Linked DNA regions of Mus musculus: all the other regions are linked to region 2. A link is a contact called in public Hi-C and promoter capture Hi-C data. All regions are on one chromosome and are shown on one strand. Each heading gives the region's core, a stretch centred on a gene start, on an enhancer-like site or on the middle of the called end of the contact. The rest is flanking DNA. Distances are from core to core; before and after follow the strand shown.

Region 1 (4,925 bases), core at 1,346-3,845, 360 kb before region 2:
GGCGCTCAGCAGGCAAGGGCAGGTAGATTCCTGTGAGTCCATGATCAGGCTGGTCTGCATGGCAAGTGGAGCCAGCAAGACAAGCCCAGGCCAGCCAGGGCTATATGGTCTAAAAAACAGAAGCAAGCACAAACCCTGCAATAAATAGCAGCATTAACAAAAAATAGTTAAAGGATATGAGGAAACTGGGGTGAGCTGCCTTTCTCTCTGTGTAATTGTTGCTCTGTTCCACTCCACATTCTTGGGTGCTATTTGTGTCGTTTCCCCACACGACCCTCACTTCTACCACACGTGAGACATGCAGTGCCTGCATGTTTTCCCAGTTGATCTTCAGAATCCTGTGGTGTAGTAAGGCAGGGGTCATTTCCTTCTGTTTCAGTGGACAGTGAGTCTGCAGTGGACTCCTTTGCTCAAGATTGTCAAGTGAGCATCACCAGGCAGCATTGGCAGGCAAGCCGAGGTCTCTACTGGCTCTCTATCATACCAGATAGCATCACTGCATGCAGAGTGAGCTAGTGTTTGTATGGTGTTGTGCCAACCTCCTCCAGCAAGGAAAAACGCAACACGGTCGGATTCTTCTCAACAGCTTTATTGCAGGAACACCTCGATGCTACTGGAACCCCGGGAACCCAGGGAGGACTGCTTATATACATCCCAGCACTGGGGAGGGCTATGTGTCCTCCTGGGATTGGTCAGTCTGCCGGCACCTTAATTTGCATGTACCCGCTCGGGAGGGGTTGGTGCCAGATTCGGGCTAGAGCCTGCACAGTGGTGTTGCTTACGGCGATGGTGTACTGGAGACCGGCGCCATCTTTTAGGCGCCAGCTGCCTACAGTATGGGTGTGTGTGCATGTATATGCTGTGTTTGTTACTGTGTGTGTGCGCACGTGTACGTGCTGGGTGCATGTGCATGTAGAGGTCAGAGGTGGACATTGGGTGTCCTTAATTCTTTCACTGCCTTATTTTGGGGGACCAGGTCTCTCACTGGCCCTGGGACTTACCTATTTGCCTAGACTGACTGGCTAGTGAGCCCCCAGAATCCTCCCGCCTGCCTCTGCACTGGGATACCAGGCATACATTACTGTACCCAGCATGTTTTGTGCATGGTGAACATGTGAACTCAGGTGAGCTCACCTGCACAGTGACCATCTTTACTGACTGAGCTTTCTCCCCAAACCAGTGTTTTGAATATGGTTACGCTTTGTAACCCATGGTGACCTCAGACTCATAATCCTCCTGTCTCAGCTACTCGAGTTCTGTGAGTACAGATGTGCTCCACCACTCTGGGTGCCCAAACTAAGCTTTGACATGAGAAAATCTTGACCTTACTCTGAGACTTGAGGACAGGGCAGGTTCTGGGGACTTCTTGTCACACAGTTCCCCTACTCTGCTGTCTGCTCCCAGTCTTCTTAGTTTCAAGTCCAGGCTGAGCTCATGCCGGAGAGGAAGAAAGACAGAAACACAATGTGGTTTCTGAAACCAGTTCTTTGCTTATTTATTGCATCTGTAGTCTATAACACTTTTAAACTGTTTTTGTCACATATGTCATTACTTTTCAAGGGACACGGGAAGATTGCTTGCTGAGGTGGTTTGAATATGCTTGGCCAATGGGAATGGCACTATTAGGAGGTGTGACCTTGTTGGAATAGGTGTGGCCTTGTTGGAGAAAGTATGTCACCGTGAGGGTGAGCTTTGAGGTCCTATGCTAAAGCTCTGCCCAGTGTGGAAGACAGTCTTTTCCTGACTGCCTTCCCATCAACAGGTAGAACTCTCAGCTCCTTCTCCAGCACCATGTCTGGCTGCATGCTGTCATGCTTCCTACCATGATGATAATGGACTGAACCTCTGAAACTGTAAGCCAGCCCCCATTAAACCCTTACCTTTATATGAGTTGCCTTGGTCATGGTGTCTCTTCACAGCAATGGAAACCCTAACTAAGACAGTTGCTAATCTCTTTTTTGAGTTGGTGACTGCTGCAGGAAAGTAATGCCTATGGGGTTTCTTTAGATCAGGGCTCAGTATACTATCATTTAAATGGCCAGATAACAAATAGGGTAAGCTTTGTAGCTCTTTGTTCAGCTATTCTTTCACAGCAGAAAAGCTGAAAAACATGCCTGTGTGCCACTAAAACTTTATTTACAAAGCAGTGACAGGTTGGATTTGGCTCCCAGTACAACATTTTCCAATTCCACCTTATTCTGTCTTAAACTATGCATGACAAAACATTAAAATATTTGTGTGCAAAGTTTTATATGGCAATTTCTTTATGGTATACCATAAAGCAGTGAGATTCTAATTATGAGATCCTGACATCACATATTTTGTGAAGCCAATAGCCATTCGACAACAGTAATTACTTGATAAAAATAAACTTCTATATGAGTGAGCTAGAATATTTAGCAATTATTTTTAAAGTGTTTGAGATGATAGGTAGTCTCTGTGAACACTTTGATTAAAATTTTTTAATTTTTCCTGAAATATTTAGGCTGACTGGTGAGGCTTAGCTTGGGATTCGGGTATCATACTGGCAGGCCTGTTCTCCTGTTTCAAGAGCCAATAATCAAGAAACTCCAGCCATCTGCTCTGTGCCCGGGGCTGGGCAGGTGTGATTCAGGGAGCAACAGTCCTGCTTTCAAAGAGCCATGGTCTCCAAGGGTTACCAGAGCCAGTTCTCCCCTTTGCTGCTATCACGTCTGTTTCCATGGAAATGGGCACCTCCAAAGCTAAAACAAGGTACCTGAAGTTTCAAAACAGTGATTGTTTGGACTCTTTCAGTTTCTATGGAAATCACCGTTAGCAATCAAGGAGCAGTGTTTGGATCCTGACTGTTTTCATCCCTGAGATAGGACGCCAGATTTTATATAGCAGTCTTATCTATTAAAAAAATTTAGGTGTGATAATCATACCTGACTCATAGGAACATCACAGGGATGAAATTAGGTCCTGCAGGTACAACACTTAGCACAGGGCTTGGCGCTGGAGAACCCACCGTATTAGTAAAAACAACTGGGAAATTGTAAATGTTGTACAGGTATAAAAATGAGGTCACAGAGAGTGAGAGACCACAGGTAGAATGTTTCTACTGAAAAGTGAGAGAACAGAGGCAAAATGATCTGCCTGCCACATTCTCAGCAATTTAGAAACACAAAGAGAAATGGGCAGGACACTGTAACTGGGGTCCTTATTTGCGAACTCAAATTATTTTTTTATCTTTGTAAGGTGATTTTTAGATTCCACTTTCAACTTCAGCTTCTGTTAGTACACACAGCCCTATCTCGCTACATTTATGTGTGTGTGTTTAATTTTTTATGCTCTAGAGGATCTCAAAGAGAACGTAGGCATGGGTTTCCTGGGGGCAAAAAGCTGCTTTGGATATATGCAAAATAAAATGATGCCTCTTTGTGCAGTGAATAGAGCCTTATGTGTTCTTGGTTCTGGGTTTGTTATTCTGGGAAAGACTGGCACTGTCCCTACCCTCTCCCTCTCTCCAGGATGGAGCTAAGAGGCCAACTCCAGGTGTTGGTACTAATGACACTTGTCTTCCTTTCGTATGTTGGAGATAACAGAACCATCCAGGCCTGGAGACATGATACAGCCACTGCAGCAACAGGCTCTAGGAAAGCTAAGTATTGTAGCCTGAAGAAATGGGTTTGTTTTGCTTGCCCTTACTGGAATCAGATGCACTCTGTTTGCCTATTCTTCTTAGCTGGAGGAACCTTTTCTTTACCTGGGATGGCTGTTCTTGGTTGTCAACTTGACTACATCTGGACTAAAACTCCAAAAGTGTCTGTGAGGGTCTTCTTTTTCTTAATTTGCAGGAAGAAAATCCATTTTTAATCAGATTTTTTTGAGTTAGGAAGATGAGTGACATTAATGTGAGTCTTGAGGTAGGAAGACATGCCTTTAGTCTGGGCCACACCTTTTCCTGGAACCCGATATAAGGACACGGAAGAAGAAAGCTTCTGCTCTTTGCCTGCTTGTTTTGGCCTTGATAGCAGGTTCATTCCTTCACTGGCATTAGAGCCTACTTTGAGACTTTTGCATACACTGACATCCAGCCTCATCGACTAAGCAACTACTGGATTCCTGGACTTTCTGTTCATAGCCAGCCATTGTTGGGTTAGCTGAATTGCAGCCTGTAAGTCATTCTAACAAATCCCCTGTGTGTGTGTGTGTGTGTGTGTGTGTGTGTGTGTGTGTTCATTCTATAGGTTCTGTTACTAGAGATAGGTTCTGTTACTAGAGATAGGTTCTGTTACTAGAGAAACCTGACTAATACATCTGATCCTCTCTTCTTACTCTCATCATAATGAAACACAATTAAAGGACTTTAAAATGGGATTCCTATTGTGACACAGAAATGAGAAGATTGTTGAAAACATTTCCAACTGGTGGCAATGTACTCTCTTTCTGAAGGACTCTAAGGCAGAACATTTCAAACCCCTAGTGGTGTCTATGCCGTTGCATTCACTGGTTCCTCTTCTGGGAACTTATCCTGAGGAAATAATCCAGCATGTTTACAAAGATCCCCCTTGAATTATATTTTTTTCCATCTTTGGAGGAAAACCTACAGGGTATTGAATAGGTTTGTGCCTCACAATATGCTTATAGGCATGGGACTGTGCAACTCTGAAGATGATTACAATTTTTTGACAAAAACATTCTTGTGTCATATTTAGTTTTTTTAATCAAGAGTTTTGTTAAAATATAGTCTATTCATATTTGTTATAATAGAAACATATAATGTGAATAAGAAATAGGTCTAGGGAGATGGCTTAGTGGGTTAAATCTTTGCTATGCAGGAATGATGTCCTAAGTTTGATACATAGATTCTGTACAAAAAGCCAGGCATGGTAGCATGTACCTGTGAGCTCAGTGCTGGGCAGAGGCAAGGGGAACTCTGGGGTTCAGTGGATAGCCAGTCT
Region 2 (4,766 bases), core at 1,668-4,167:
CCCAATTTGCCTCCATCTTCATTCGAGGCCAAGCACAGATGGATTTCTACTAAGACAGTATTTTGGTGCTACATCAATTGGATCTTGAGGTCAGATTCTGGAGCAGAATGATACAGAGGGGGCGTGGATCTCTGAATAAAGGAGCAGAAGAGATGAGCTCCCACCTCACTCAGTATCTGAGCGCATCCAAGATCAGGGAGCAGAGGCTCAGATAAATGAGCACGCCTGGGAGAGTGAGAGATGAGCACGCACTGCAGAATGAGAAGAACAGTCAGGCATCCTTGCTATAGCCTGGCATGGTGGCACACTCCTATATCAGCAAGAAGGACTGAACCAGGCAGGAAGATTATTAGTTTGAGGCTAACCTGGGATACAAAGCAAGATGAAAGAAGAAAGAAGGAGAGGGAGGGAGAGAGGCAGGGAGGAAGGGAGGGAGGGAGGGAGGCAGGGAGGAAGGGAAACAGGGAGACAGGGAGACAGGGAGACAGGGAGACAGGGAGACAGGGAGGGAGGGAGGGAGGGAGGGAGGGAGGGAGGGAGGGAGGGAGGGAGGGAGGGAGGGAGGGAGGGAGGGAGGGAGGGAGGGTAGGAGACAGGAAGGCAGGAAGGCTGAGAGGCAGGAAGACATGGAGACAGGGAGGGAGGAAAGCAGGGAGGGAGGGAGGGAGGGAGGGAGGGAAAGAGGAAAGGAGGGAGGAAGGGAGGCAGGGAAAAAAGAAGAAAGCAAGAGTAGAAGGAAGGAAGGAAGGAAGGAAGGAAGGAAGGAAGGAAGGAAGGAAGGAAGGAAGGACGGAAGGAAACTTTGCTATATTTTCTCATTCTTTTAAAAATTCTAAATGTAGGGGCTAGTGAGATGGCTCAGCGGGTAAGAGCACTGACTGCTCTTCCTAAGGTCCTGAGTTCAAATCCCAGCAACCACATGGTGGCTCACAACCACCTGTAATGAGATCTGATGCCCTCTTCTGGTGTGTCTGAAGACAGCTACAGTGTACTTATGTATAGTAATAAATAAATCTAATAAATAAATAAATAAATAAATAAATAAATAAATAAATAAGGTACCATGTGCAAAACACACAGCATTTTTTTTTAAAAATTCTAAATGTATACTGCTAATCTAAAGATACTAAACCCAGGGCTGGTGAGATGGCTCAGCGGTTAAGAGCATCGACTGCTCTTGCTAAGGTCCTGAGTTCAAGTCCCAGCAACCACATGGTGGCTCACAACCATCTGTAATGAGATCTGACGCCCTCTTCTGGAGTGTCTGAAGACAGCTACAGTGTACTTACATATAATAAATAAATAAATAAATAAATAAATAAATATTAAAAAAATACTAAACCCAAAGATGGCTGAAGTAAAAGATTTGTCAACTGCTAGATACGCTATCCATAAAAAGGCCAGGTCCTGGACCAGTGTCTGCAAATTCCCAGTAGCAGGCTAAGCAGCCCCCTGGAAAATGTACTCCATGGAGCAGAGTTGGGGGCTGGCTTTATTTATTTATTTATTTATTTAGCCTTGGAGAAGGGAACCCTGACTGACACTCACCTCACCTCACCCAGCCCAACCCCCAGCTACAGACACAAGGGGTGGCTGACACAGAATAAGAAGCTTGGAGCAGGACATGGGTCCTTAGAGCTACATCCCCCATATTGGATGTTTGCCTGTCCCTCTGGTCCTTTCTTCTTCTGTCTTAGATCAAAGTGCAGACAAGTCTGTTCAAAGCCAGTGATGGGGTTCTGAGCCAGACACCCCTCCTGCCAGAGTGAGGATCCCTCTATCAGAATAAATGTTATTTATTTATATCAGATAAATGTTGTTATTAATCTGTTCCCATGCCGTGGGCCTCTTTGATTCTCCAGTGTATTTTCAAAACCTTTTTTTTAATGTCCAAGACACGATATGTAGAATTACAGATAACCAATTAAACTAAAAGAGTGCTATGTTAAAAACAAGGCAGGATATTATGAAACATAATCTACTGTGTTGACGCTCTAAGTAACATAATCTAGAAGGAGGTCTAATGACCACCAAGAGTCCAAAGCATCAATACACGTGAGGTTTGTGAAAACTGGGGCAACCAAATGAGATTTGAGAACGCCCATTGATGCCGCCATCCTCGTGAAGGTCGTGGATATGATGTATTTGATTACCTCCATTATGATAAAGGGAAAATGCTAAATTTCCATTAGTAAAAATAATGACATTTTTTTCTGTTCTAGCCCACAGGCACATGGACGACAGACAGGTCAGCTCTCAGACTGGTAATCTGTAAGGTTGCTTCTAACACAAATTATCTAGATGAGACAAGGGGATGTGTATAAAATGTGTTAGGACGTCAGTTTTGTTTTGTTTTGTTTTGTTTCTGGCAAGCCCCCGCTGACCTAGAACTCTGTAGACCAGGCTAGCCTCAAACTCAGAGATCTGCCTGCCTTTGCCTCCTAAGTGCTGTGAGTAAAGGCTCTTGCCACCAGCCCTATGTAAGAATTTGACAGTCTGAAGAGTTGGCACCAGAGTATCACATAGGTGGAAACTGCTTTTGTTCTGAGAACTGTCTGTTAGTCATAGTGGCCCATACATATACCCAGCCACATGAAAGGTTAGAACTGGAGCTACAAGTTCAAGGCCAGCTTGGACCACATAGTGAGTTTGAAACCAGCCACTGCAGAGTGGCTTTAATAAATTTGCTCTGAGTGATTTAGCTGCTGCTGACTTTGAAAATAATCCCAGAAATAGAGATTGATGGAAGAGATCGGGGCTGGGGAGGTAGGTGGAGTCCTGTGGATCGGTGGCAGTAGCCTCTTTCCCATCCTCTGACTCAGGGATCTGCGTTTTTCTGTCCGGATTCCGTGTAGATCACTGCAGTTTTGAGTCTACGGAGCCTTCCTGCATTACTAGGAAGAACCTGCCATCTGCTGGCCAGCTTGAGTAAAACATGAGGACCCTCCTGAAGGATGATGGCTGTTTGGGGAGGGCGTTCTGGTACAAAGGCCATTGCCACAAAATAGGTCTGGGAGGGACAGATATTTTCTATTAACAACTCTGGACTTGGAAGAAGCCGGATAGGATGGCACTTAGAAGGGCCCTTCGATTGCTCTTTGGGACTCCGAAAGTAACGAAAGGGGATAAAAGATTGAAGAAAAAAAAAAAAGTAACAGGGAAAATAGCTATTGAGAGAGAGAGAATGAGGATTTACAGTCAAAAAATACCCCACAAAAAGAAACAGGTGTCACTGGAGACGCCTCCGGGCGGAAGAAGATGAGAACATTTCCCCGCCTTCGGTGTAGACCGTGTTCTTCGGTTCTGAGATCGCATCGCCCTCAGGCAAAACTGTTCCTTCTGCACTGAACGTTCTTCCGACCCCATCCTTCTTATCTAAGTAAATGTTTGTTTGCTGCCGCTCTAGGGAATCTGCAGCAAGTCCGCTGGGCAAGCGAGCTCTATGGAAGCTCAGCTCAGCTCTTTGTCGACACCTCCTGGCACTGCTCTGGAACTGCCTGCTGACTTGTTTACTGCTTACTTCGTGTCTCCAGAGATCAAAACCCCCAGGCAGGGTATCATTTAAAGGCAGCTCTATCCTACTGTGAAAAACTATGCGAGACTATTAGCTTACTGGATTCATTTTTCTTGTGGAATTTTGAGGAACTTGGTGATCACAATTTGAAAACAAATAAAAATGCGTTGACACATTTTTTCCCCTAGAGATCTTCTGCCTAGAAGTTGAAAATCATTTCTTTTTCTATTTCAATATCTGCCAACACCCTTGAGGGGCCTGCCGGCATCCATAGCCTGCTCATAGCAAAAGCCTCGCGATTCTAGAGAGGGAACCCCTCCATTCAGTCCATGTGACTTGGAGCTGATCCTGTCCTCCCACACAGGAGTGACTGGGCCTGGCAAATCCAACTTCTAATAGCTTAACATGCTTGGTTCAGAGATGAGCATATGACTGAGCTAACCCAATGAGAAAATACCCTACTTTGAAACCTTGACTGAGAATTTCTGAACTTGGTAGGCCATGGTCCTGGAGCTTGTGGTCATTTGGTGCCGCCAGAAAGTGGAAAGTGGCCAGAAGTAAAGCCAGAGGTAAGACGGTGTCTACAAGATCAACATTCTTTCTGTACTGGCTCCAACCCAGAACTTTTACTGGACTTCCCCATTCCATTCCATGAGCCATAGCTACTGGGAAGACTTTTATAAAGAACATATTTTAGACAGTAGCTATCCCAGTGTCCAGTTAAATAGGAAGAATAAGGGAAGATGAAGGTTGGGGGTCAATTAACGTTTTGTCTCTAGGAATGTCCCTTACTCTCAGTGTACTGTGGGGAGCAGAACGCCACCCTCCCTTTCTCTTTCTCTCTCTCTCAGATGTATTTGTTTTTATTTTAGGTGTATGAATGTTTCACCTGCATGTATATCTGTTTATCACATGCATGCCCGGTGCCTGCAGAGGCCAGAAGAGGGCATCAGATCACTTAAAACTGGAGTAACATGAGCCGCCGTGTGAATGCTGGAAATTAAACCCGGGTTCTCTGAAAAAGCAGCCAGTGCTGTTAACAACTGAGCCACCACTCAAAATCAGACCAGTTTTAATGCTCCAGTCTTCCCATATCCACACCTTTGCTTCCTTTACAGTGAACTGCACTAGCAGCAGCAGCAGCAGCAGCAGCAGAGGCAGCAACAGCTACAGCAGCAGCAGAAGCAGCAGCAACAGCAGCAGCAACAGCAACAGCAACAGCAACAGCAACAGCAACAACAACAACAACAGG
Region 3 (4,522 bases), core at 1,335-3,834, 300 kb after region 2:
CATAAATCTCAAGGGAAAGGAAAAGGGATTTCTTTTAGGCGGGAAGGTTACATTATGAGTAATACATGTTAAGATTAAGATAAGCTGGCAGGTGACATTACTATTACCAATACACCATACGTCACACCCTTCCCATCAGCTGTGTCAAGCTTTGTGGCACTGACAGACAGAGAGAACCGGGGTGGAAGGACTGGTGGAGGCATGGCTTTCCTGTAAACCGAGGGAAGCATCTTCCACCTCTGGGGTGTCCTCAAAAAAAGCGGCAGCAGGAAGGGTCCAAAACACAGCCAGGACAGGAGAGAGTAGCCTGCTGTGAAAGTCTAAGAGAGCGGCTACCAGAGCCATTATAAACAAGATGCCTGTAACCTAGGGGCAGAAGGACCAGTGATCCAAGGCCAGCCAGTCACCACAGCAAGCTTGTCTCACACAGTTCCGAGAGTTCAGACTGACAGGAAGTCCCTACCAGGTTCCAGGGTGCAAGAAGGAGTTTTTGAAGAAGGCTGACTTTGAATAGAGAGTGAACCAGGAGCCCAGAGGCAGGGAATGAGAAGCAGCCAAGCTGGAAGGGACTCCAGCAGAAGCAAAGGTCTTAACCAAGGCGAAGGCCAGGGAGAGGAGAGGGGTGAGTGCCTGGTGGACACTTAAAAGTGACAAGCCTCAGGCATGTTTTAGCTCTGGGTAGTAAGAGAGTGGGCGGCGCAAGGAGCTAAGCACAGGGGAACCAACTTGGTCCAACACCAACAGGTTCAACCCCCACACTGTCAAGAATCACACAAATAAGCACCTTACAGCCTACACATGGTAAACATTTCTTTTTTTAAATTAAATCGACACCTGGAGCTACAACCTCTTAAAGAGTAATGTGAAATTTGTGATGTAGGATAGAAAAAGAAAGTCTCCCCAGAGCTGAACTGTTTAACAAGCATCGCTGGGGCTGGAGAGATGGCTCAGCGGTTTAAAGCACTGACTGCTCTTCCAGAGATCCTGAGTTCAATTCCCAGCACCCATATGGTGGCTCACAACCATCTATAAAGGCATCTGACAACTTCATCTGGTGTGTCTGAAGACAGCTACAGTGTACTCACATACATAAATAAATAAATCTTTAAAAAAACAAAAACAAAACATCGCCCATGTGGTTTCTAGAAACAAATTCTGGTGCCTGATAGGTGGAAGAGTTTGGGAAAAGGTGGGTAGAAGATGTTCAGGAAGCTCCAAACAGGGGGCTTTAAGACATTGGTGACTTCAAACCAAGAGGGGCAGAGAGGGGCATTCTCCTAAGTTCCCAGATCTGACCCTCGAAACACCAAAGAGGAAACAATACCTTATTCCTCAACTTCCTACTCCTCCCCGGGAGCTTAAGATGCTATACAATACACCTTCAGCCTTCTCCCACCCACGGCTTGGAGGACTCTCTTGCATAGAAGCAATTAAATTGCCCGTTCTCCTGGCAACCTGTCGACTAACCTGGCTATTTCACTGACTCAATGAGATTTTAGAGGCATAAGCGCCTCCGCGGTCAAATTTTGCTGTTTTCTGACAAGGGGGAGGGGCTGATGGCGGTGCTGAATCTGAAATACTGATTATACACAAGGTGAGTCACCGCTTAGTTTCAGTTTCTCCAGTTGTTCATTTAATAGAAGGAACAAGCCCTATCAAAACGTATTCGCCGGATTTTTAAAGCCTGCGTATTCCTTTTGTGGTACTCGGCGGAATGTCAGAAGTGTAACAACCATCATTTAATCGTAGAACACCAACACTACAGGAATAATATTTTTAACGCAGCTACCAAATATTCTACCTCTGAAGCGTCTGGTCATTACATGCGTTCCCTTCCTGATTTCCTAGAGGTTCAGGCCTAAGATTCCCAAAGGGTTTAGAAGCCCTGGAGTGGCGGCCTGGAGGGTGAAGACCAACCAGGAGCATCGAGCCTTGCGCACATCCAAGGGACCAGCGGACGGAGGGAGCGCGAGCCCGCTCAGCGCGCGTGCTCCGGGGCCTGATGGCTCTGCGTTCTGCGCACTTCGCGAGGGACCAGTCAGGGAGATGCTTTCGCAGCGCCCTTTACAAACAGGGACCCCGAGGCTCCCAGGACGGACCCGCTCCGAGCGCCCCGCGCGCGGCCCGTGCGAGCCAGGCCGGACTCACCTTGGCGCTGTGCACCGCCTCCTGCGCGCCGCGGAGTTGCAGCCAGATACGCGCGGGCAGCGGCTCCTCCGCCCCGAGGGCGCCGAGCACGGCCAAGCCCACCCCGAACAGAGCCTCGATGCGCCCGCGGCTCCGCTCCAGCAGCGCCGCCTTCTCCGCGGGCGCCGTGAACTCATCCAGCACCACCCGGGCCGCCATGGCGGGCGCGGCCTCCCGGGGCGCCGGGGGCCAGCGGCGGCGACGCCCCCTCAGCGTGCCGCCGCTGCACCGAGCCGCTCAGGAGGCGTGGGCCGTGCCGGCCTCCTCGCCCGCCCGCAGGCCCCGCTACACCATCACGACACGGCCGCCGCAGCTTAGCAACTGCGGGCAGAGACTCCCCGCCACCCCGCTGCCCCGCTGCCCCGCTGCCCCGCCACGGCCGCCGCCGCCGCCGCCACAGCCGCCACGCATGCGCTCAGCCCGCCGCCGTTGTGGAAACTCGCCGCCCCGTCGCGAAGGGTGCGTTGGTAGGCTGAGGGCAACGGAAGTCGACGCCACACGCTGTCACCATGTTGACCGTGGGCAAGCGTCGGCAGGCGAGGCCTGGGCGGCCATATTTGATAAGGGCCTGATGCCTTTGGGCATCTAGTAGAAGGATTTTACATTGATAGGCAAATGGTGATTCTTTTCCTTCTTTTTACTTCCTTCCTTTCCCCTTTTTACTTACTTCAGAAAAAAAAGAAAAATCGTAACAGGAAAAGAAAATGGGACAACCAGTAAAGAATTAAAAGGCCAAATTGCTGGTCTAGTGTCAATTACTGTCATCCCACTGGGGTGGGAGAATGAGGTAGGCAGATAGTCATTTGCTGAAGGCAAGCCTGAGCTACATAATTCCAAACCAGTTTGAGCTATAAAGTGAAACCTTGTCTCAAAAACCAAACAAGAGCTGTTTCGGTGGAGTGCTTATTGGGTATCATAAGGACTGGGAGTTTGATTTGGCTATCATCACTCCAGGAAAGAGAACAGATCTTCAACCCCAGCTCCAGCTGAGACCTGAGGGCTTGCTGGCTTGCAGCTTAGCTAACAAAAGGCAAAAGGGGAGCCACAGATCCAGGGAGAAACTCAATCTTAAAGGAGTAGATGACATTGTAGAGGAGATCACCCAAAGGCCCCTCTGGCCTCTGCTTAGAGAGAGAGGTGCTTACCATCACACACTTATGCCCATACATTCCACACAAGTATATGCATAACTCTAAAATAAATCTATTTTTTAAAAAGTTGGGCATGGTGTCATAAGCCTAAAATTGTGGTAGCACTTAGATAGTTGAGACCAGAGTCAATCAAACAAAAAACCAAATACCTTCTTCTAATGGCGTGGCCAAGTGAGCAGTTTCTTTACTGTACCTCTGGCATACAGGAAAGGGGAAAGGCAATTTCAGTAGAGTTATGTGTGTTATGTGAGGGGCAAAAATAATAGGGATCATACTGTGGGACTAGGGCAAATAAACCAAACCCTTCTTCTGGCCTGTGTTTCTGTTAAGTCAAAGGCATCACTTGATTCCAATGCTTCCCAGATGTAAGCTTTCTTCTTCTTTTTAATTATTTATTCACTTTATGTATATGAGTACACTGTAGCTGTCTTTGGACACACCAGAAGAGGGCATTGAATCCCACTACAGATGGTTGTGAGCCACCGTGTGGTTGCTGGGAGTTGAACTCAGGACCTCTGGAAGAGCAGTCAATGCTTTATAAACCACCAAACTATCTCTCCAGCCTGACATAAGTTTTCTTGAATCCTTAAAAACAAATTGTGAAAGATAAAGTATTGGTTTCTGTAGCTGGTTTTTGCTACTTTATGGGTTCTTCTTTCTCCCACACTTTATCCCCCTACCCCAGTTTCACTCCCTATCACGAGGTAGGAGAGAAAGAAGGGTAGAGGAGAGAGAGGGAGAGAGATTTCTGAACCTAATTTCTTCCCTTTTGTTCCTTCTTTGAGAATGACTACTAAGAAACAGTAACCAACCCTACCTATTGGGGCTCCAGCACTTATATACCCTCTGGAAAGTTCCCAGAAGTCCAAACAGTTGCAGAAACTATCTGCAGCTGGCAAAGCCATGCCTCTATTAGAGCACGAGGCAAATCATAGTCAGCTGCTGCAGACGGTCTTAAGCAGCCCCATATCCCACACCTGGGATTAAAACAGAAACACATTCTTAGAATATTTCTGTGTTTTAGAAGAAACTAAAATTCCAGATTCTCACTACAGGTTTCCTTCCTCTGGGCTAAGTATCTTGGATGTAGTAAATAGGACTAATGGGGATATTGCTTAGCTTCTTTGTATTGTAATTCTTCACTGATACAGTAAACGATGGTAAGCAGTAGTTCTATTGTGTCA
Region 4 (4,620 bases), core at 969-3,468, 380 kb before region 2:
GTAGGTTACAGGACAGTTTTGTGGTGTCAGTTCCGCTTTCCCACCTGTATGTCTGTTCCATGGGTCAAACTCAGCCTACCAGGCCTCTTATCCTGAGCCATCTTGCCGGCCCTTAGCCGACTTCAAAGAACATTTGAGAACCACTAAATTGGTTCAGCAGGTACAAAAATTGTCCTGGAAGTTGAGACACCTGAGTTCTACAGAGCAGAAGGAAAGAATCAACTCCACCCCCCACCCCCCAGAGTGGTCCTCTGACCTCCACACCTGTGCCGTGGTATGTCTGATCCTCCTTCATATGCTCAGCTTCATCACACATACAATTACTTTTTTAAATGAACATTTGAACTCTCAGTGACACTGTGGTGATGCACACAGACATGTAACTCCAGCACTCAGCAAACAGATGTAGGAAGGTCTTGAACCAGCCTAAGTTACATACTGAAACTGAGTAAAACCAAAACTATGTCTAAGATATATCACAACCTTTAGAGAAAAATGACTGTCAAGAAGTGTTTCTATTCTTAGTTGAGCTGGGGAGATAAAATCTGTTTATTTCAGATCAGTGAGAAGCTGCAGTTTGGGAGAAGCAGGTTAAGTATGCTGGAGATATATTTTAAAGATTTATTTACCATATATATGTGTGTGTGTGTGTGTTGTCTTCATGTATATATTATACTATAATACTATATTCTAATATGCTATATTAGAATACAAATTCTAATACTATATACTAATTCTACATATATTATATGCTATATATGTTCTTGGTGCCCAAGGAGTTTAGAAGGTATTGGATTCCCTGGAACTGGAGTTAAGATGGCTGTGAGCCACCATGTTGTTGCTGGGAACCCAGTCCAGGTCCTCTGTAGGCACAAGTATTCTTAACTTCTGACACATCTCTCCAGCCCCATAGGCCAGGGTCGTAGTTGCTCATTTGAGACAGTGAAGGCTGAAAGGGTCAAGTGTACAACACTGAGGAGTTTGTCCCCAGTGGTTCCTTCCTGGCAACCCCCTGCCTTGCTTTGAAGAGGTGTGTGTCTGTGGTGCCCCACTGGGGGGTGAGCATAACCTACAGAAAGGGTGGTGAAGCTTCATTAGAAGGTGAGGGCTTCCTAACTTTCTCTCCTCTTTAGAGTCTCATGCTGGTCTATTGTCTCCAGCACATTCAGGGACCTTGCCTCTTGGTCCCAACACAACACCTTCTCTTGATAGAACCTAGTGGGGAAACCCCCACTCAATTCTCGATTCGGCGGGCACCCAAAGAATCACGACATGCATCCCACACAGGAGATAACGGATGTCAGCCACGAGACTCGAAAGCTAGGGGTTTTTATGGGGTAAGGGACTTAGGGGTGTGGAACTCAGCATAGCAACACACTATTGGGTTATTCAAACATCAGCAGAAAAATTACATGTACATGCAGGGTGTCAGAGTTCTGTGAGTTGTTGACTCAGTTCAGATAGCCCTGTTATGTCCTCACATTCCTCTTTATCTTTAAGGTTAAGCTGTTCCCAGGAATGTTTTAACTACGGGGCATACCTGGGTTTGTTTTTCTTTTTTCTCAGCCCCAAGCAGCCTCTAGGCTCACAAACAACCAGCAATTTCTGAGTACTTTATATGACTTACAGGTCTTGAAATTTCATCTTTCTTTCACTCTCTAGCATTTTCTTCACCTTCTATGTCTTTACACACACTCCTCTTCACATTGTAGAACGTTTTCCAGGTTCCTCAACTCATTATTTTATGGATTTGGTTTGTTAAGTTTATGGATTCACTCCTCAGGCAGACACTGTAATCAAGTCAAGACTGACTGTTAGAAGTCCTGACTGCCCTCTAAGCAGCTATATACAATATGCTGTGCTCTAAGTCAAGGAGGGCAACCTTAGATCTCTTCCAAACTGCAGAATAGTTGCCATTTTGCCAAGTCCTCTAAGAATTAGATGTGGATTCCAGCTCACCTTGCCAACTAAAACAGCATAAGATTTTACCAAAAAGCCACATTTTTTTTTCATTTTGGTAGAGAGTCACACAGACATTTAAAAGTGCTTAGAGACTGGGGTGGAGTAGGATGTCTACCCTCCCTGTTATATTTAGCAGAAGAACATTTCTTTGCCAAAGTCTGTTTCCAAAATCTCATCACTTTCGGAGAAAGTGAAACCCTGCCCCCAGAAGCAGCCTGTGGACGTTACTGCTCTCTGACTCATCCTCAAAGCTGGAACACCTAGATGGGCAGACTCAGTGTTACGATCCTGAATTAAGTCCCAGCGTGCTCCTACAGCATGGTGCAGCAGGAACTCACAGGCATGACTTAGATACATTTCAATAATTTCCAACTATGGGAATGCTTGTTTCATGTTCTTTTATTACCAACTTCTAAGAATGGAAGCTGGCCAAGACTGCACTATTAGCAGGCAGGGAGTAAGGTCTCAGAGTCTGAATTTAGCAGCGCTTGGCTCCATGGCTGACACTCTCTCCTCACTCTTTTCCATCACTGACCTTGGAAACTTTATTCGCCCTTGAGCACCCATGTGTTCCTGCTGTGTAAAATGCTTCTGCCTGGGTTCAGAGCCCCGGGCAGATGCCCAGCACTTTCACTGTCAACTGAGAGGGAATGAGAGAAAAGGTTATAATCAGCACATTCCAATGAAGATGCTACCGATGTTGAAAATGTTTGCATTTTAAAAGAAGAACCTGAAGAGTTTCACGTAAATTTCTAAGTAGGTCAGTCAACAGATCAGAAATAATATGTAAATATATGTATTTGTATATATACTTATATATGACATATATGATATATATATGCACACATATATGCATATATACATATATGTGTAACATGATCACACACACACACACACACACACACACACACACACATTTGATCATATTATTCCCCAGTTGGCTTCTCATTACACATTATATAAGTTGAGGTTCTTACACCGTGCCCCAGGGCTTACCAGCACCCAGGCAGATAGTCACCAAAGTCAAGGGCTCTATCACACTCCACTCTCTACTTTCATCAACATTTTATTGCTGTTCTGTTGTTCATTGTCTCTTCTACTAGGATGTTAACTCCACTGGTGGAGTGGAGGTGTTTTGTCTGCCTTAGCCACTTCCTATGCTGCACTCTGGTTCTATACCATTGTATCCACTAACGATTGTAAAGTGGGTGTTGTCAAAGGAGAAAGGTCTTAGTCTTTGTGAAAACAGGGTGAAGAGGAGGGAACTCAGGCTAGGGAACAGCTCTGGAGGCAAATTACCTCGTCCCTTCGCTCCTGCTTCTCACCCTTTGCTGGAGCTGTGTCTGAGGGCTGAGATGCTGTGTCTGCTCTCAGCAAGGGTGCTTGGAGGAGAGGGCTCAGTAAGCTGCTCTGCCAATCCTCGTGGCTGTGCTGTACTGCAGGACTCTGTTTGGGTCATGCACTTATGAAGCAATGGACTGATTGTGGTGAGGAGCTAGCAAAATCAGGAAGAAAGATCTCCTCACTACTGTTGAAAATATGAGTTGCTACATGCAGCTACTCCCACTAGTGGCTCAGCCTCCTGTGCCCCCTGCGCCCCAAGCTCATGCGCAATGCGCAGTGTCAGTACAGGCTGCCTACTCGAACCCACCGCAGCTAGAAGGAGCAGGTACTCACGGAAGTAACTGCCTGGACTCACTCTCCAGTCACTTTAACAAAATGCATCCTTGCGTTAATTGATGTACTTCTTCAGAGCTGCTTTTAACTCTCTTCCCTCCTATTTGGCTTTGTTGAGATGAGTTTTCCTATTCAACTGAGCAACCTGCTGTTACCATTGCTGAGACCAGGTTTTTCTTTTTCTTCTTTTCTTTTTACAAGCAATTGAGCAGAAATAACGGTTCCACAGCCTTCCTCTTCTTTGATGCCACGGGGAGATTTATTGACTTCAAAACTCTTTTCACGCATTTCTTATCCCTTTTCCTCAGAGTTTCACAGACTACATAAGGAAGCTGTTCTCTCTCCCCTCACTTTATAGATTAAAAAATTCTTGGCTCAAACTGAAGAAAAAAAAAAGGCTTTCCTCTTATGAGAATTTTTCTCCTTTCCTTGAATGCCTCTTAGCGAAAGTTTTTTACACATGCAAACAAAGTTAAACAATGAAAGGAAAGAAATGACTCTGTGAGTTCACAATATTTATAGCTACTATTCATGTTTCTGCAAACACCTCTTGATAAGAAGATACATAATATGAATGCATAATACATGTGTTTACAGCCTTTTGTCCCAAAGATTATTAGGCATATTTTCCTGTTAATAAATATACTTCTCATATATATATATTTCAAAACAGGTCTAGGATACAGTTTAAGGTTTGTACCATGATTTATGATGAATTTTCTGTCGGTCATTTAGATAATTTCTAGAGTCTTTGTGATTAAAACCAATATTGTGGTGAGAATGCCTGCAGCTGAATCAGGTACACATTCTCCTTTATTTATTCCAGTCCATTCTTGGAGTTAGAATTGCTGGCTCACACATTTAAGGTCTTTTGATCCATGATGCTAAATAGACAGTTTGTATTCCCACTAGCAGCCCCCTTTCATCTGTATTCTTCTACTCTGGATATTATCATTTTACAGCTTTTTTTTCTTTCATTTT
Region 5 (4,702 bases), core at 1,841-4,340, 310 kb before region 2:
TCATGCAACAGCTCAGATGACACACCCTCCCCATCTGCTCTGAGGTTTGCTTTAACCCAGGGAAGAAACATAAAGCACACCTGCAACTTCCCTGGCCTCTCTTCTGTGGCCCAGGGGATGTAAAATGGCTCTACTATCTGGATCCCAAGAGAGAACAATACAGATAACCATGCCAAAGGTGATGCTCTCCACTCAGAGCAGCTGCCACGGTTACTCTTTTTCTGACTCACGTTAACTCACCTTCACTTTATAGTGAGTGTCTAAGGATCTGAGAATTGCTAAGGGACTCAAGATAAATACAGAATTTGGGGAAGTGGGAGAATTTTCAAGGTCCAGGCATTGACATTCTGCTCCAGTTGCTCACTCTTCCTCCTGCCATCAGCCTTTGGAGCATCTATCGATCAACCCATCGATCCACTGGGAAGTGCACATTTCAAGCAAGTTTCTCCAGCAGCACTCTTAAGCGATCAGTGTTTCTATAACTCATTATGGAACAGGCAACAATTGCCCTGTTGGGTTTATGTAGTTGTGAGCCTCAAGTGAGGTGAGGGGGTGAGACATTAAGTGCAGCACAAATGAATACACTTTCATCCATCTGATAAGTGCTTATTGGGAATGTTAGTGTCAGAAGCAATTTTGCTTGTTTGCTGAGGCTTTGAGAACATTAACTCTCAAGAGCATCATTTTGGGGATGAAGTTGATTTCATTGTACTGGGTTGTCCACAGTCTTAACACATCCCTTTCAAGAGCTCCGTGACCACTATTGATTACAGACATAAGTACAGACACCTGAACTTGTACTTCACTAATGTCCTTCCTTTAACTTCTACGGTCTGTGGTGTTCACAGCACAGATACGCACTTTCTAAGAACACAGTTTTGCTCACTCACACAAGTCCACGTTCATGTAAATGCAGCTGGTATGGTGTACAATAGTGTTTGAAAGGAACCAATTTTTGAAACGATGGTGTGGAATAGGATGAGTTCTCTCTGGTTCTGAGTCTTCAAAAGCCATTTGTACTTTAAGGGCCCATTTGGAGAAGTGGGAAGAAAATCCCACTCTGCCAGCATGACTCAGGGCTGAAGAGCAAAGCAGTTTTAGGACCAAGAGGCAGAAGTAATACTACACTGGGTTAGTGGTATCCATGGCAACGTCAGAGCCTGGTAAAGTTAATAAGCCTGCTTTCAGAACTCAGCTGCTCTCCTTGGTGCGGATGGGGCCTGGCTTGGCTCCTTTTTATGTTTTTATGCCTGTCTTAGCTGATGCTTGTGCTGAATGCACCAATCCCTTCCCATTGCCTAACTGAGCAGGGCTGATGGCAGCCTACTTGGAACGGCTGGCCATGAGGAAGCCTTAGTGTATGTAGCCTTTGAGGGTACCTGTGAGATGCAGAGTTATCAGCTCCATTCTCATCATGCAAAATAAAGACTTCTTTACTTAGCCACAAGGTCAGTTTGCTGGGGAACTTCTCAGCCTTGCCTTCTGTTCTTGCTACTTCAGTCCATGCCTGTTGGTGGCTCTGTATGGCTCAGCCACTCCATGTGAGCAATGAATGTTTAATCCCAGCTCAGTCACTCAACACTTAATTCTTCCTCTTTGTGATGTAGGATATGTGATCACCGTGTGAACCCCAAGATTGTGAACTGGATAAACCTTGTTGTGGTGTGGCTCAGCCCTAGCACATGGCTTTAATCCAAGACCTTTCTGTAAACAAGAACTCAATAAAGTCAACGATAGACCAAGAGGCAGATTAAGCAACCAATTGTCAGGGAGTGAGCATAAGAAAACCCAGGAAAGAGAAGGAGAGTCTCTGAGTTGAAGGGTATAAAGACAGAGTGCAGAAGGAGGAGGGGCTTTTCCTTCTGGGACACCAGTGGAGTGGGAAGGTCAGCTGGGTACTTTCTCTGACTCTGTGAGCTAGCCGGCTTCCACCACAGCATCTGGCTTCTGTGCCTTCACTGATAAATCGAACGTTTGGGATTCTGTTTTTGTTTTTGTTTTTGTTTTGTTTTGTTTTGTTTGTTTTTAATGAGGATTAAGCAGTTTATTTTATATTCAGTCTACAAGACCCGGCATGCGGTAAACCCATGTCTCACTTATAAGAGGCAATGAAATCATAATTAAAAACAATGTGCCTTGTGCCATATGATTTTTTTATTTTCTTTATTTACAGTTCAAATTTTAATCCCCTCTCCTAGTTTCCCCTCTGAAAACCCCCTATCCCATCCCACCTCCCCCTGTTCACCAACCCACCCACTCTCACTTCCCTGTCCTGCCATCCCCCTACACTGGGGAATAGAGCCTTCTCAGGACCAAGGGCCTCTTCTCCCACTGATGTCCAACAAGCCCAACCTCTGCTACATAGGCAGCTGGAGCCATGGGTCCCTCCATGTGTACTTTTGGTTGGTGGTTTACTCCTTGGGAGCCCTGGGGGTACTAGTTGGTTCATATTGTTGTCCCTCCTATGGGGCTGCAAACCCCTTCAGCTCCTTTGGGTCCTTTTCTAGTTCCTCCATTGGGGACCCTGTGCTCAGTCCAATGATTGGCTGCAAGCATCCACCTCTGTATTTGTCAGGCACTGGCAGAGCCTCTCAGGAGAGAGCCATATCAGGCTCCTGTCAGCAAGCACTTGTTGGCATCCACAATAGTGTCTGGGTTTGGTGGGGATTTTGTTTTTTAAGAACAGCATCTGTGCCTCAGTTTCCTCACCTTTAGGAAAGTTAACTAATAAGAGAATCTTGCCTAGTATTTACAATGGTGATTACTTCTTTTTTATTTTATGTTTTTATTATTTTACTCTTTTGCTTTTGAGAGAGTTTCACTCTAACATAGGCTAACTTAGAATCCCATCAACAACCCAGACTGGCTTAGAACTTCCTCAGTAGTCCAGGCTGGCCTCCAATTCCTGCTATTTTTGCCTTTGCTTCCCAAGAGCTGAGGTTACAGGTGGCTGCGTCTATACCAGACCCAGTGTGGGTTTTAATTTTAACTGATCAGAGATGCGTGGGGGCTAGAGAGTAGAGCAGGGCTTGTGGTTCCTGTGGGCTTGGAGCAGAGCAGGGCTGGCGGTTCCTGCTCACAGTGGCTGAGGATGAGTCAGAGAGATGAGAGGCATAAATAGCTCCTGTCTGTCAGCTCTTCCCTGACTCTACCCAGTCCGCAGACCTGTCCACCCCTTTCCTCCACCTCATTCCCAAAGGCACTCCTTTGGCTCATCTGTAAATCCTAACCAAGCCCTGTAAGCAAGTGTATTAATAATAATTCCTCCAGTAAATAGGAATTGAGTGTTCCCTGGGTATTGGAGGAGGAAGTCCTATTGTGAATATGAAATGGAAAATGTTTAGCGTGTTGTTGAGAGTAACTGGGTTTTTCTCGGCTCTTGGGGGGAGGGGGCTTTTAAATCAAGAGTTAGGATGATAGATGCTTGCAGTCACCCAAAACTTCTACCGAGTAAGTGACCTTCCAGTTCTTGTCTGGCAGAGTTGAAGAATGGAATGATTGTACCACGGAGGTGATCTTTAAAAAGAGTATTTTATTATAGAAAGCTTCAGAGACAGAAAGATGCAAAGCTCCTACAGCAAGAGCAGGTCCCTGGGAGTGGGTACCACTGTGGGTTGCAGCCTTCCAGTTAGTAATGCTTCGTATGGATGAGCTGGCCAGCCCAGCTTTGGCTCCAGGTGTCTAAGTGCCTCTTGGTTTCAGTCAGTCCTCATTTATGATTCCAAGGGAAGGGGTCTTCATTTAGAGGAAAGAGATGAGGAAACACCAGAACCTGTTCTTTCTTCCTTTCTGACATCCCTGTTCTCTGGCCAGGGCAGGACCAAAGACATTCCAGCTAAACACTTCTGGCATTTCAGGCCTCAGGAAAGGATGGAGTTGCCCATGGTGTCAAGGATATTTCCAGCTTTTAGCTGAAGAAAGAATCCATTCCTTTTGTAGGGCCCCTTACTTTGAAATGCCCAGCCACTTCTGGTCTGCTGTTCTCAATAGATAATGTCAGTTAATAAAACTCTGGGAATGGCCTTATCTCCCTGAAATAGCAAAGGAGAGACAGAAAAATAAACAAAACCAAACCACACAAATGATGTGTATGGTACTGTCAGGACCTCTGACTCCCACCCACCAGGAGCACAGATATTCTTGTACATTGTAATATAGGGGACAGACAACAGGTTTGCCCTGTTTGGTCTTTTTCAGTGCAACAGTTATAAATTGAACATGTTCCTGTCAGCCTTGAGCCAGTGGGCACTGACAATGTCAAAAAAAATATGTGCTATACAAAAAGCAAAATAAGATATAAAAAAGTGGGCACAGAGCTGGTGTGCTGGATAATCTTAACTTTGTAAGGGTCCATGAGTCACTGAAGAGTGATACCCCAGCAGAATGGAAAGCAAACAGAACACAGGTCATCAGCTTGGATCCATGATTTGACTTTGAGTTGTTCTTTTTTTTAAATTTTATTTTATTTATTACGTATTTTCCTCAATTACATTTCCAATGCTATCCCAAAAGTCCCCCATACCCTCCCCCCCACTTCCCTACCCACCCATTCCCATTTTTTTTGGCCCTGGCGTTCCCCTGTACTGGGGCATATAAAGTTTGTGTGTCCAATGGGCCTCTCTTTCCAGTGATGGCCAACTAGGCCATCTTTTGATACATATGTAGCTAGAGTCAAGAGCTCCGGGTTACTGGTTAGTTCATA

Evidence for each region. Promoter capture Hi-C pulls out the DNA fragments that hold promoters and counts their contacts. Hi-C and Micro-C count contacts between places; a contact is called where the count stands out from the background.
Region 1: a Hi-C map of cerebellum shows a contact between it and region 2, with 2.2 times the contacts expected there. The contact joins two enhancer-like sites. A contact is called at or near these places in 9 of 39 promoter capture datasets (the 3T3-L1 cell line, the C10 cell line, the HPC-7 cell line and 4 more), 3 of 15 datasets of contacts at CTCF or cohesin (the NIH/3T3 cell line, large pre-B cells and pro-B cells), 5 of 484 Hi-C or Micro-C datasets (the HL-1 cell line, cerebellum, cortical neurons and 1 more), 1 of 115 datasets of contacts at active chromatin or transcription factors (embryonic stem cells) and 1 of 9 other capture datasets (adipose tissue).
Region 3: a promoter capture Hi-C map of hippocampal neurons shows a contact between it and region 2, with 5 times the contacts expected there. The contact joins the promoter of N4bp1 here to the enhancer-like site in region 2. A contact is called at or near these places in 7 of 39 promoter capture datasets (3T3-L1-derived adipocytes, the HPC-7 cell line, hippocampal neurons and 3 more), 2 of 15 datasets of contacts at CTCF or cohesin (CD8 T cells and the NIH/3T3 cell line), 6 of 484 Hi-C or Micro-C datasets (CD8 T cells, cerebral cortex, double positive thymocytes and 2 more) and 7 of 115 datasets of contacts at active chromatin or transcription factors (embryonic hindbrain, embryonic stem cells, kidney and 1 more).
Region 4: a Hi-C map of cerebral cortex shows a contact between it and region 2, with 2.9 times the contacts expected there. The contact joins two enhancer-like sites. A contact is called at or near these places in 12 of 39 promoter capture datasets (the 3T3-L1 cell line, the C10 cell line, the HPC-7 cell line and 6 more), 1 of 15 datasets of contacts at CTCF or cohesin (pro-B cells), 6 of 484 Hi-C or Micro-C datasets (cerebellar granule neurons, cerebellum, cerebral cortex and 2 more) and 4 of 115 datasets of contacts at active chromatin or transcription factors (embryonic stem cells, fibro-adipogenic progenitors, forebrain and 1 more).
Region 5: a contact with region 2 is called in a promoter capture Hi-C map of hippocampal neurons, with 4 times the contacts expected there. The contact joins two enhancer-like sites. A contact is called at or near these places in 7 of 39 promoter capture datasets (the 3T3-L1 cell line, the C10 cell line, embryonic stem cells and 4 more), 1 of 484 Hi-C or Micro-C datasets (cerebral cortex) and 1 of 115 datasets of contacts at active chromatin or transcription factors (stem cell-derived neural progenitor cells).

What each region holds. Positions count from the first base shown.
Region 1 is chr8:86,222,441-86,227,365 of GRCm38.p6, forward strand. No RefSeq gene overlaps it. Among named protein-coding and RNA genes, the nearest start is that of Gm33577, 14 kb to the left of the region's middle. Within about 2 kb of position 2,596, at least 5 of the 459 cell types and tissues checked have an H3K27ac peak or open chromatin away from gene starts, as enhancers often do. A contact at or near this core is called in cerebellum, where this site is marked.
Region 2 is chr8:86,582,379-86,587,144 of GRCm38.p6, forward strand. No RefSeq gene overlaps it. Among named protein-coding and RNA genes, the nearest start is that of Abcc12, 18 kb to the left of the region's middle. Within about 2 kb of position 2,918, at least 93 of the 459 cell types and tissues checked have an H3K27ac peak or open chromatin away from gene starts, as enhancers often do. A contact at or near this core is called in CD8 T cells, cerebellum, cerebral cortex and 2 more, where this site is marked.
Region 3 is chr8:86,882,674-86,887,195 of GRCm38.p6, forward strand. N4bp1 (NEDD4 binding protein 1) reads right to left here and starts at 2,585. Exons shown (of 7, transcript NM_030563.2): 1 at 2,149-2,585. The coding sequence starts at 2,346.
Region 4 is chr8:86,199,848-86,204,467 of GRCm38.p6, forward strand. All of the region lies in intron 3 of Gm33632 (a long non-coding RNA gene), which reads left to right. Among named protein-coding and RNA genes, the nearest start is that of Gm33577, 9.1 kb to the right of the region's middle. Within about 2 kb of position 2,219, at least 24 of the 459 cell types and tissues checked have an H3K27ac peak or open chromatin away from gene starts, as enhancers often do. A contact at or near this core is called in cerebral cortex, where this site is marked.
Region 5 is chr8:86,272,836-86,277,537 of GRCm38.p6, forward strand. No RefSeq gene overlaps it. Among named protein-coding and RNA genes, the nearest start is that of Gm33687, 4.6 kb to the right of the region's middle. Within about 2 kb of position 3,091, at least 31 of the 459 cell types and tissues checked have an H3K27ac peak or open chromatin away from gene starts, as enhancers often do. A contact at or near this core is called in cerebral cortex and hippocampal neurons, where this site is marked.